Regions from separate parts of the Mus musculus genome. Here regions 2, 3 and 4 are each linked to region 1. Evidence: chromatin contacts called from public promoter capture Hi-C data. All regions are on one chromosome and are shown on one strand. The core of a region is the stretch at or near the end of the contact, and the rest is flanking DNA. Distances in the headings are between cores, read along the strand shown.

The links. Promoter capture Hi-C pulls out the DNA fragments that hold promoters and counts their contacts.
Region 2: a promoter capture Hi-C map of pre-B cells shows a contact between it and region 1, with 4 times the contacts expected there. The contact joins the promoter of Rbm8a here to the promoter of Vps45 in region 1. A contact is called at or near these places in 5 of 39 promoter capture datasets (the SN4741 cell line, hippocampal neurons, liver and 2 more) and 1 of 9 other capture datasets (adipose tissue).
Region 3: a promoter capture Hi-C map of liver shows a contact between it and region 1, with 4 times the contacts expected there. The contact joins the promoter of Ctsk here to the promoter of Vps45 in region 1. A contact is called at or near these places in 10 of 39 promoter capture datasets (the SN4741 cell line, cranial neural crest, embryonic stem cells and 6 more), 2 of 484 Hi-C or Micro-C datasets (palatal mesenchyme and rod photoreceptor) and 1 of 9 other capture datasets (embryonic stem cells).
Region 4: a promoter capture Hi-C map of liver shows a contact between it and region 1, with 4 times the contacts expected there. The contact joins the promoter of Lix1l here to the promoter of Vps45 in region 1. A contact is called at or near these places in 4 of 39 promoter capture datasets (hippocampal neurons, liver and pre-B cells) and 1 of 115 datasets of contacts at active chromatin or transcription factors (pancreatic cancer cells).

The regions. Positions count from the first base shown.
Region 1 is chr3:96,057,017-96,060,002 of GRCm38.p6, reverse strand. Vps45 (vacuolar protein sorting 45) reads left to right here and starts at 1,548. Exons shown (of 15, transcript NM_013841.3): 1 at 1,548-2,321; 2 at 2,889-2,986. The coding sequence starts at 2,229.
Region 2 is chr3:96,628,506-96,631,491 of GRCm38.p6, reverse strand. Rbm8a (RNA binding motif protein 8a) reads right to left here and starts at 1,564. Exons shown (of 6, transcript NM_001102407.1): 1 at 1,464-1,564; 2 at 1,131-1,190; 3 at 938-1,015; 4 at 490-626; 5 at 1-60. The coding sequence starts at 1,530. It also overlaps the pseudogene 6330549D23Rik.
Region 3 is chr3:95,497,702-95,500,687 of GRCm38.p6, reverse strand. Ctsk (cathepsin K) reads right to left here and starts at 1,478. Exons shown (of 8, transcript NM_007802.4): 1 at 1,352-1,478.
Region 4 is chr3:96,599,622-96,602,607 of GRCm38.p6, reverse strand. It overlaps Lix1l (Lix1-like), which reads right to left and starts at 1,475. Exons shown (of 6, transcript NM_001163170.1): 1 at 1,135-1,475. The coding sequence starts at 1,426. Gm52628 (a long non-coding RNA gene) reads left to right here and starts at 1,509. Exons shown (of 2, transcript XR_003954672.1): 1 at 1,509-2,297; 2 at 2,391-2,986. It overlaps Ankrd34a (ankyrin repeat domain 34A), which reads right to left. Exons shown (of 2, transcript NM_001024851.3): 2 at 2,830-2,986.

The sequences.
Region 1 (2,986 bases), core at 299-2,798:
AAATAACTAAAAGGACTCTCTCCACTCATTTCTTACAATTGTAATCTGACAAGGCACCATTTCAAGGACAATCATTGTTCTACTCCTCGTCTCTTGTTCAGTTTGTTTTATTTTTTGAGACAGGGTTTCTCTCTGTAACAGAGCCCTTGCTGTCCTGGAACTCACTCTGTAGACCCCGCTGGCCTCAAACTCAGAGATCTGCCTGTCTCTGCCTCCTGAGTGCTGGGATTAAAGGTGTGTGACACCACTGCTGGCTTGTTCTTTTTAAGATACAGAAAGTTGAAAAAATATGACATACTATATTACAGTCCAGGTAAGGAAATAGAATCCAAGCAACATGGGTGATGGTGATTTTTCAGATACCAGTAACTTGCTAGATTTGTGGGTAAATTTTATTTTCTTTGATGAGTCAGTTTTCTATAATATATGAACTTTTTTGCTGATAAAACAGGATTGTATATAACATTAGATCTCATTTGTGTGTAGTTAATATCCCACTGACTCGTTTAATATAAAGCTTTAAGGCTTCTGTCAAAACATATGCACACCAGTAACTCCAGCACTGCAGACACTGAGGGGTCACGCGTTCAAAGTCAGCCCGTGTTACATTGCAAAGCCTTATTCAAACAAAAAGGAAGAAGAAAGAAAGTCTCAAAACCTGTACTGTGCCCAATGGGAAGTTTTATTTACTGGTTTATTTATTGACTGGAAAACTGAAAAGAACACATTTTCACAATTTTAGAAGTGACAAATACCTGTATTTCAAGTGACTTCTAGTCTTCCTCAAGGGATTTGGAAACTTCGCATAATTTGCATAACCCGATTAAGTTCTTCTATTCTATTTAACCGCATATTTCTTACAGTATGTTGAAAAAACTAGTATTTAGTGGTGCTGTGTTGATTTTAAATTAATTTTTTAAATTAGCATTCTCAATGAGTCTCATAATGGCATTTATACACATGACAATAATATCTCATTCTAATGTGTTTCCTTTTTTTCCTGCCTCCAGCCCCTCTACCCCTAACCCCGCGGTTCCTAAAGCTCCCTGGTCCCCTTCCTCTACTAAATAGTCTGTCTGTTTTGTGCTCCTTGTATTCATTCCCTTGTATTCCAATACTATGTCTATCCGGGTCTCCCTCTCTTAAAATCTCCTTCTCACCTCTGGTGATCCTTTGCAGTTTCACATCTCACACACGTCATTATTTTGGTGTAAATATTTGAAGCACTAATAGCCAATGATTTGTTGCAGTTATTTGTCTTCCTGGTTGTACAGTTCTCTATTGTAAGAAGGTGAGGAACAAAACACCTTGATCCGAAGTGTGATAATAGTGTGTCATCTGTTGAATTTTTTGGAAACTGAAGCTTTAAGATCCAGTTGATTGCTAATTGTTCTTGCTTCTTAGATTAAAAATGTGTTTACCTTTAAATTCTCAAGTTGGTTTTGTTCCGGCCCCAATGAATTAACTGTCCCCGCCCATTGCAGGGGCCCTGGAAACCCGGCGTCCCTGAAAGCCAACCAAATTCAGTACTTTGGGCGCCGCGAGCTCGCAGTCCCAGCGGTCCTGAGTAGGGGGCGGGTGGAAGCTCCGCGCCTTCCTGGGGTCTCTAAGGTCTACAACATCTCTAAATAGCGTTCCCATTGTTTCTTCATTCAACAAACGTGATGAATTTCAGCTCCCCTTCTCTCTTTAGGAAACCCAGTTGAGTCTCATTCTATGACCTACCAAATACAAAATGCCGTCTCTTGATGCTACTTTGTTTGGATACTTTAGAAAACCGGGGCTGCCTCTGTAACCTAGCCTGGGCTATCAGAGAACTTGCTATGCAGTACAGACCTGGGACCCCGCTGCCCCAGCCTGCCCAGTGCTACGATGACGTGCGAGGGCTTCAGAAAAGATGCTCAGCAAACAGTGTCCGAGAGAGCTGTATCCCGCGGTGCGCCAAGCGCTTCCCTACTCAGGACCAGAAGCCAGCACAGCGCGGGTTCGGGGAAACAGGCTGCCTTCCACTCCCTACCGAGAAGCGTCGGGAATGGCACCGTCGCTTAGCTGCTGAGTCTGAGTCCCGGACTCCACGGAGGAACTACAATTCCCAGTATCGGAGCTACCCGGACTCCCGGAAGCCGAGGCTTTGGCGACCGGAAGCAGCTGAGACCCAACAGGCCTGAGGTTAATTCAGCCAGGAAAGTGGGTGGGAAGGGCTGTGGGGCACCTGTCAATTCGCCACCATGAATGTGGTCTTTGCTGTGAAGCAGTATATTTCCAAAATGATAGAGGACAGCGGGCCGGGCATGAAGGTACTTCTCATGGATAAAGAAACGGTGAGTTTGCTTTTGCTCAGTATTTATAAAGGAAGCTCTCCCTTCCTTTAGAATTGCTGGCCCCGTTCCGCTGTAGAACTTAGCATTTCACTGATGACGATGATCAAGTCTGTCTGGCACTGGGAAAGTTGTAGAATGCTTTCCCAGTGGGTGTGCAGTCTAACCAGCTCTAACTGGTGCCAAGAGACTTCTTACACCTGAAAGAGTGTCTGCAAAGAAATTGTTACTGGCGACACAGGGAAGACTTTACTCAACGTTGTTTTTAAAAGTAAATTGTTGGGGTTCAGCTGAAATAACAGGCTATTTGTTGACCACAACTTTAAAAAAGGAATTGTAAAGGAATGGTGAAGATCCTCTTTAGAAGTTTCTGAGTTGTTCATGTTCAGAGAGAGTGGTAGGTTTTCATTCTAACACATTACAGCCTGTTTTGGATATTAGGTAAATATTATTCTGTATATTAGAATTTAAATTACCTACTCAAATATTAGTGGCAAAAGGCTTAACTATTGATGCATGTTTTTACTAGTCCGGACTAGTATAATCTTAGTTCGTTCTTTTGCTTTACAGACTGGTATAGTGAGTATGGTCTACACACAGTCAGAGATTCTTCAGAAGGAAGTATACCTCTTCGAACGAATTGATTCTCAAAATCGAGAGATCATGAA
Region 2 (2,986 bases), core at 315-2,814, 570 kb before region 1:
TAGTCCTTCCATGGCAGCCTGAGCCTCTTTGTATGTTTCATATTCAACTAGAGTATACCCCTAGGGGAGCATATAAAAGTATCAAAGCTTAGCCAGGCGTCACACACACACTTTTAATTCCAGCATTAGAGAGGCAGAGTCCAGCCTAGTCTACAAAGTGAGCCCAGGACAGCTAGGGCTCTGTTATACAGAGAAACCCTGTCTCAAGACAAACAAACAAACAACAAAAAGTATCAGAATTTTACTTCACCAACCAAGTACTCTTTTCCTTAAACCAGAAATGCATAGTTACAAGAAAAATTTCGCAGCTATACACCACATATCCCCATTATATACACAAACATGCTCATTCTGTTTCTGTCTCTTTCATGTGGGTAACAAAATCAATTTCCAATGTCATTTCACTTCCTACCTGTGCTTGATCAACTCACAAAAACAACATAATCAATGTATCTAAGAGTTGTAAGTGAGGGAAGCAAGAAAATCTACCTTCAAGTATCCCGTGCGCCTGTCCAAATTAAGGTGAATATTTTTTATTTCCCCATATTCAGCGAATTTGTCATGGATATCTTCTTCAGTGGCTTCTTCGTGGACTCCAGTGACAAAGAGAATCCAACCTTCAACAGCTGTTGGGTAGGGAAAGTGTTGTATGAACATGTAAGCTAAAAAGCCCAGTATTCAGGAGGCAGAGGCAGGCAGATTTGTGAGTTTGAGGCCAACCTGGTCTACAAAAAGAGTTTCAGGACAGCCAGGGCTTAACAGAGAAACCCTGTATCCAAAACAACAACAACAAAAAAACCCAAAACCAAACAAACTAAAAAAGAAAAATTCTGAAAAGAACCTACAATAAGCAATTTTCTGAGACTGGTTAAACAACTCTTTACTTTGCATTTGAGTGCCAGTGCACACAGACTCCCCATAGGTCCTATTTACTTACAGCGCTGTGGTCCAGGTTCATCGCCGTCCTGCTCCACACTGTCGTAATCCTCCCGCATCCGCGCTCGGGACCCCTCTTCTAAAAGAATTCATACCAGATCACCGAAAACTGTCCTCCAAATGTGTCCCCCTCACACTCCCAAATTCGCGGGCTTCTGCCTCTTAGACCACTCTACCCTATTCCCCACACTCACCGGAGCCAAAGCCGCGGCCCTTCCGTTTCTTTGCTTTTTCTTTTAGTTTGTGGATGCTTTCTAGAGTTCCAGGTGAGAAAATAAGAAGCAACAAAAATAAGAGTCATTTGAAAAAAAAAACAAAAAAAACCTGTCGCGTTTCCTAGACTATCTGGAAGCTTCGACACAGACTCCAGCTTCAGTCCCTTCCCAGTTCCGCCCCTAATTCCTTTCCCAAGGGGGAGGAGTCTATCTTTTCAGACCCAGTTCGTGGGGTGACGTCCCAGGAAAATTTCTACTGCATTCCCCTCTCGCACCTTCCCCTCTTCCCGCAGTCGCCTCCACTCTCCTCACCGTCCCCATCCTCATCCATGGCGAAATCTTCGCCCCCCGCCTCGTGAAGATCCAGCACGTCCGCCATCTTGCTTCTCTCGGCGCTTTCTGAGTCTCTAGAAGCTAAGCACCTCGGGAAGCTGTCGCAGAAGAAAAACGTCACGAGTTAGGCTGACCAATTAAAGGTTGCCTCCAAGTCCCGCCCTCGGCGCGGTGAAAATTCGCCAATGTAGGCGGCCCCACTATGAAGCGCTAGAAACGTCCAGCACTCTGGGACCCCGATGGAGCTCTGCGAGTATGAGGCCGTAGGCTACATGGTTTGTGATTGTGTTTTGTTTTCTTTTCTTTTGAGGCAGGGTCTCTCTATATAGCCCTAGCTGGGCTCGAAGTTACAGATATCCAACTATATTCCCCTTCCACATGCTGCTGGGATTAAAAGCCTGTGCTACCACGCCGGGCTCCAAGGCTACAGAATGAGACCCTTTCTCAAAAACATAAAAAGTAAAATAAAGTGGTTTCGGAAGTTCTACAGCCAAGTTGATCAGGTAGATTGAAGGTCCGGAGCGCAGCCGCGTTGGGGCAAATTTAAAGGGTGAGTGAAGTCAGTGACTTTCTCATAAAACTTTCAACTAGCAAGAAATCCTTTGATACATATCTACATATATGGGTTTATTGAAATGACTTACGGGCTGCAGTCCAGCTAATTGGAGAATAACTAGATGTGTCCAGAAAGTCGAAGAATCTAGTATTTGCTTAGTTCCACAAGGCTGGATGTCTCAGCTGGTCTAGAATCCAGAAAAAGTAGGCTCCAGTGCCGGTGAAGAAACGGACTTATGAGCAAGGCAAAGTGCAAAAGTTTCCTTCATCCATGTTTTTATATAGGCTTCAGCAAAAGGTGTGGCCCAGGTTAAAGGTGTGCCTGCCCGCTTTAATCCCAGCACTTGGGAGGCAGAGGCAGGCAGCTTTCTGAGTTCGAGGTCAGCCTGGTCTACAGAGTGAGTTCCAGGACAGCCAGGGCTACACAGAGAAACCCTGTCTCCAAAAACAAAAACAAAACAAACAAACAAAAGATTAAAGAAAAGCCTGTGTCTTCCTGCCTCTAGATGTAGCTCAGAGGTGTTCTTTCCTACCTAAAGTCTGGACTAGAAGTGGATCTACCCACTCCACCAAACAGAAAATCACAGGTGTGCCCCTCATTTCTGGATTTGTAGTTCATTCCAGAGAGAGTAAGCCTGACAACTGAGAAGAACCATCTCAGGTGTTTTTGTTTTTGTTTTTTTTCTTTTCAATACAGGGTTTCTCTGTGTAGCTCTGGGTGTCCTGGAACTCACTCTGTATTTCGAGGCTGTCCTCGATCTCAGAAATCCGCCTGTCTCTGCCTCCCAAGTGCTGGGATTAAAGGCATGTGCCACCACTTCCCCGCTCAGGTGGTTTTTTTTGTTTGTTTATTTTTTATTTATTTGAGTACACTGTAGCTGTCTTCAGACACATTAGAAGAGGGCATCAGATCCCATTACAGATGGTTGTAAACCACTATGTGGTTG
Region 3 (2,986 bases), core at 229-2,728, 560 kb after region 1:
CACACACACACACACACACACACACACACACTAATCCTAAGGGATTCATAAACTCAAAAGAACACCACATACACACACAGACTTTCTGCCATTTCAGAGACATGGTCTTTTTATGTAAGTCTTTGCTGGCCTTGAGCTCACTATGTTAATCAAGAGGGCCTTGAATTTAAAGATCTACCCCCTCTCCCCTGTGCCAGGACTAAAGGTGTGAGCCATGCCCAAGAATCCCTTCATTTGACTGTGAGACAGGCACACTTGGCTGTATATGGAAAACAAGGAATTGCAGGTGATTCTCACATAAAACAGACAGAAGTTCAGGAGGTGCCGGATCATCTGACTTAATCATTGTAACTCCCGTATGTTCCACCAACACTGCACACACTTTAGGCAACCGCAGTGCGTAGAAGTAACTGGGAAAGGCTCGGCAGCTCTTATGCCACCCCCACCCCACCCCCGTATCCCAGGTAAGGGTGCACATAAACAGAATAAGCACAGTGAGCGTGGTTACAGAGCCAGAGTTCTAGCTACAGTACACTTCAGGCTTTGTGCATAGTATTCTTCCTTGCCTACACCCAGATCTTGCCAGGAGAGGACAGGACCATTTTGATGGTATTTACGTTCACTGTATCTTCATTTGCCTTGTCCACTTTTTTCTTTCCACCTCCTCTCCTTTAGGCAGGAAACAGCTCTGATCATAACCAGATGTCACGGGTAAGTAGCTGTTCTTTTCTCTTTTCTTTTTTCCAAACAGCGACGTGGCTGCTTTACAGGGTGAAAGCCTCAGACACGAATGGAGGTGGAAGATGGAAGGACAGTATTCCGTAATGACCTAAGTTCACAGCTCACAGCTTTTCAGCATCTGCTCTGGCCCCATTAATTTCTTGTGTTGGCTTAATTGCAAGTTCTTAAGTTTAAAAACCATTTCCCACCAGCAGCACATCATATGACTTGTGCAACACTGACGACATTTCATCTACTCTTTGCAAAGCAACAGACTACCCAGCAGAGCACCAGTAACCGGGGTGTGACAGGCTTGCGGGTGGCTGTGAATTCTTCTTCTTCCCCAGGAGTTGGTTAACTCTTAAGTTAAACAGAACTCAGAAAGAGCCCACGCTTGAGACAGGCTTACAGAATCCTCTTCCTCTGATTATACCAACAGCCACATATTCATTCACATAGAAAATCCTAAAGATTTCCATACACATTTAGCTAGAAAATAAACTAAGGATTATGTTGTTATTCAGGGAACTTAAATTATTTGATCCCCAATTCATTATATCCTTTCTCTTCTTAAAATAAGGTTAATTGGTAGGAACAAGACGCTAAAAGATCCAGAAGTTAAAAATGTTACCTGCTGTTGAGAATCTGTTCGCTAGGCTCTTTTCGGATAGGAAGCGTGGCTACTGTGAGCGGAAGACTAAGGGTGCTAGATTTATTCGGTAAGGATTGCGGAAGTCAACTCCAGCAGTGGCTGGAAAATCTGGATAAGGGAGGGAGTCAGGGATAGGATGAAAAGGAGGAGGGGTTAGGGAGGAAGGACACACATTTGCACAATGTGTGTATACAGTATCATATGCCAGTGTGGATAGCTGCTAAGTGTTTAGTTTCATCTGACTGACTTTGGGGGGCAAAAATAAGATAGCACAATATTCAAATTGAGACTTTGGTGGGAGATTTAAGAACACAGCCCTAGTTGTCTCCATTCTTCCTCAAAATGTCTGACTGGCAATTTCCATCTTTTCAACTCATCTAGTTCTGACCCACCTCCTTACTCTGCACCATTTCCAACGTTGTGTCAGATCCTCTTCTGAGATGATGGGGGTGGAGTGAGGGAGAGGGGAGGAAAGGCTAGAAATGTAAGGCTCTAATTTAAACATTTAAAACCGTTTTGTGACTGTTTGCTATTAACTGCTTCTGGGCATGGAGTAGTTTTTCTAACCCATTATGGCTGTACATCAAGGGAGGAGCTGCCCACAAAGTCCAGGTGAGATGGTTCAAAAGTGGCCAGAAAGTCACGTGTGTGAGACAGTGCAGTAATCCCAGATATTCAGGAAGCTAAAGCAAAGCCATCACTGGCTATGGGCACACCTCTGTCCCCTCAACATACACACTGGATGGCAGGGGTGGATGGTTCTCTGTGAGGTCAATGCCACAACAGTCTACAGAGTGAGTCCAAAGTCAGCCAGAGCCATACAGTGAGACGTCTCTAAGTAAGAACTTACTTTCAAGGTCAACCTACTCTAGGCAATTTAGTGAGATCCTGTCTAAAAATAACAACGGCTGGGGCACCAGCCCAGGAATGGCACCATCCACAGTGAGCTGGGCTCTCTCCCATCAACCACTAAGAAATGCCCTACAGGGCCAGGGAGATGGCTCAGCAGTTAAAAGCACTGCCTATTCTTCCAGAGGTCCTAAGTTCAATTCCCAGCAACCACATGGTGGCTCAAAACCATCTGTAATGGGATCTGATACCCTCTTCTGGTGTGTCTGAAGACAGAGATAGTGTACTCATATACATAAACTTTACAAAAAGATTCTAGTTGCTTAAATGGAGGATAAAAGTAATTTACAAAAAGCTAAAAGAGGGTTGAGGAACATGACTCAGCGGTGGTGGGCTTTCCTAACATTATGAGGCCCAAGGATCAACACCCAACATGACAGTAAGGAAAGACAACTGACCCAATGTAGCACCTAATTATTTACAACACTTGAATCTACATTAATGGATACACGTGGGACTCTACTGCTAGACTCTCGGGTGGTAGAATGTCTGATGAGTACTGCATCTCAATCATTAAAATCCCAAACTAGGTCCAGTTACAAGAGTCTCCAAGCGCTTCCCCAAAATCCAGGCATGTGACAGATCATAAGAGTCTGACTTGGCCAACCACACCCTAAACTCCATTTACTTCCATAAACACATGTGAGGAATTAGGAAATGAGGGACTGTGAAGCACAAAGGATATTACCACAAATATAGATTCAG
Region 4 (2,986 bases), core at 226-2,725, 540 kb before region 1:
GAGTGGGGCGGAAGGAGGTCAACCAACAGTCTGGAAAGAAAGAAAGAGGGTGGGGTGAGCTGTGCAACTTTTCTCCTAGAAAACAGCAAGGAGGCAGTCACTTTTAGACCCAGGAGGACCTGATCAAGGAAACAGAAGGGATGTGTTGGAAATTCCAGACTTAAAGTCTGAGTCATACACCCTTCACTGTGTGTTCCTTGTCGTTTAAACTATGAATTTGGAACCAGGATTCTGACAGGAAATTGGTTAACGTTGCCTAAACAAAAACAACAAAGAAAATTCTCACATCCCTCTTCCCAGAAATTAGGCATCTTTAAGCCGGCAATTTCTAAGCAAAATAAGGTTGTTGCCTGGCTTGTTTCCACAGAATTTAGCATTGAGTGAGCCAGGGCCTGAGATTTATCCTCAGTTCCTGGGCAAGGGCCAGGAATACAGCGCCAGACAGACAGAGGCCCGAGTTGTGAGGCTCCAAACTAAGACACTAAAGCGAGGCACCAAGTCACAGGAAGCTGGCACGGCCTCAATGGTGTGGGTTCAGATTCAAAGGAACAATTATTGTGAGTGACTTTTGAAAGCACTACCTAATAATTCTCCAGCAGATCTGAAGTCATGGTGGAAATTTCATGGTGGGAGGTGGGGTGGGTAAGTTAAGTATGTGAAGAACTAAAAAGTCGAGATTCAGAAGATGAAGTACAAGGGCTCAGGAGATGGGAGTACAGGAATTGCTGAGATCAGAGAGAGAAGACAGAGAAGGGTAAGGATGAGAAATGCCCTGGGTCTGAGATAAAGGAGAGGATCCCACACAATAGGGGCGGGTTCTTAAAGGGAGAAGGACATTAAAATCTTAAGCCTGCTGACAGAGAAAAAGTTGGGAAGAAAAGAGAATTGCATCTGAAAACAGGAGTCCCTGAAGAATGCATTAATAACTCGTGTGTGTGTGTGTGTGTGTGTGTGTGTGTGTGTGTGTACACGCGCGCGTGCGCGCTTGTGTGTGTGTCCAGAAGGAAACTCCCCAAAAGGAAATGCATGCGAAGGCTGGACGCCAAGCGGAGCCACTGTGAGGACAGTGGGAGCTGTGGGAGCCAGGCTCTTGACTAGAGGGTGTCCCGCAGGAGGCCAGTTCCCGACACTTACCTCGACCGTAGCCCTGCGTGTGCTTGGCGAAGCTCCTCACCACCGCCTCCACAGCCTCGCGCAGCACCGCAGGGCTACCCGCGGCGCCGGGGGGCAGGGGCAGCCCGGGGGCCCCAGCCAGAAGCAGCGGAGGCGGGGGCGGGGCGGGGGGCGGCGGGGCGGGCGGCGGGCCCACGGGGGGTGTGGCGGCGCTAGTCGGGGCCCCGGTCACCCCTGGCCGCAGCGCTCGCAAAGTGCCTCTCCCACCGACGCCTACACCGGGCTGCAGCCGCTGTGCTCGCATCGTCTCCATCCCGGTGGCCGGCGGAGCTGGGCCCCGGAGCCTGCCAGCCTGGCGAGCTAACGGTCCCAGCTACCCCAGTGAGCAAGAGCCAGGGGATTGAGGGCGGTGCCGGGATCCAGCTGTCAGTCAAGAGCGGGCGGGACGAACCAGATGCCATGCCAATCACTGGTGGAGAGGGAGGAAAGGGGTGGGCTCCTGAGCCACCTTAGGCAAATGATTGAGGAAGGCGGAGGCACGGGAACCAATTGAATAAAGAAAAGGCTAAATCGTCTAAGAGAGAGAGCTTCGGAGCATCTTTGGGAATCCTGTGGTAAGCGATAGAAATCCGGCCAGACCCCTGGGGCGGGGCTTGAAGGGAAAATAGGCCTGGATGCAAGGCTGGATAGAACTGTAGCTGGAGAGGTTTCTTAAGGACCATTTGTCTGATCACTTTACTTTCTAGATGTAGATGCGGTTCAGAGAAGTGATGTGACTCATCTTTAAGTTCATACACAATTGGTGGTGGAGTGAAAACTGAGTATAGTGCTGACTTTAGTGAGAATATGCTATGTCATATACTTGAGTGCACTGCCTTATTTAATAGCTGCCAAGTACAAACCAGGTTTTATTTTACAAACAAGAAAAGTGATGCTCAGGAAGATTAGATACATGAAATGGCTGGATGGCAAGGGAGATTCAGACATTAAGTGTTTTAATCCAAATATTTTCCTTTTTTCACTATTTACATTCAGGAATGGTTTTCTGACTTCAGCTACTCACTAAGGGAGTCAGAGAACGTAGAATGTGTTTATCACTGTACAGAAAGAGTGAGCTAGAATACACTCAGAAACCTATCAAACAGAGAAATTCAGGACATAGATGGAAAGGGTGCTTGATCCAGGTAAGTCTGGGTTCCAACAGTTGTTCCCAGCAGACATCCATGCACACAAGCTGCGACACCCTTTTGTTGACTGACCATTCCTTTTCCCCTTAGGTGAAGTTACTAGCCCCACCCCCTCTCCTAGGGTTGGCTAAGAGACCTGGGACTATGGAGGTTAGAAGAAAATGAATAAAGGCACACCTGGTGAAATGAAATTAAACCCTGTATTTAAAACAACAACAAAACCTGTGTGGTCAAGATGTAGGAAGTAGCATCTGCTTATGGAGAAGAGGGGCAGTAAGAATCTTAAATCATTAAAAGTCAGGCATGGGGAGGCTGGGGGGAGGCCCACCAAATGCCTTAAAACCTCAGAACACAGGGCCCATTTGCCTTTTCTTCTACAACCACTACTGGTCAGTTGGTCTCCTGGAAAGAAAGTAGCTGCAGCCTCTAGATTGGCTCCCTGAGTAGTTGTGACTGTAAGTCTCACCCTCCCATGCCCTCTCTCTTCACCCCCCCCCCCAACCCACACTTTCAGGCAGCAGTGACAAAACAGACTTCTGAACACATTTATTTGACAAGTGGTAAGAGGACTGACTTAGGCTTGCTCCCCACTTCTACCTGTGGGGGGTTGTTCATAAGCTCAGACACACAGAAGAGCAACTTTGAGCCCATGACCTACCCCTGGGGTAAACAAGACAATCTGGAGT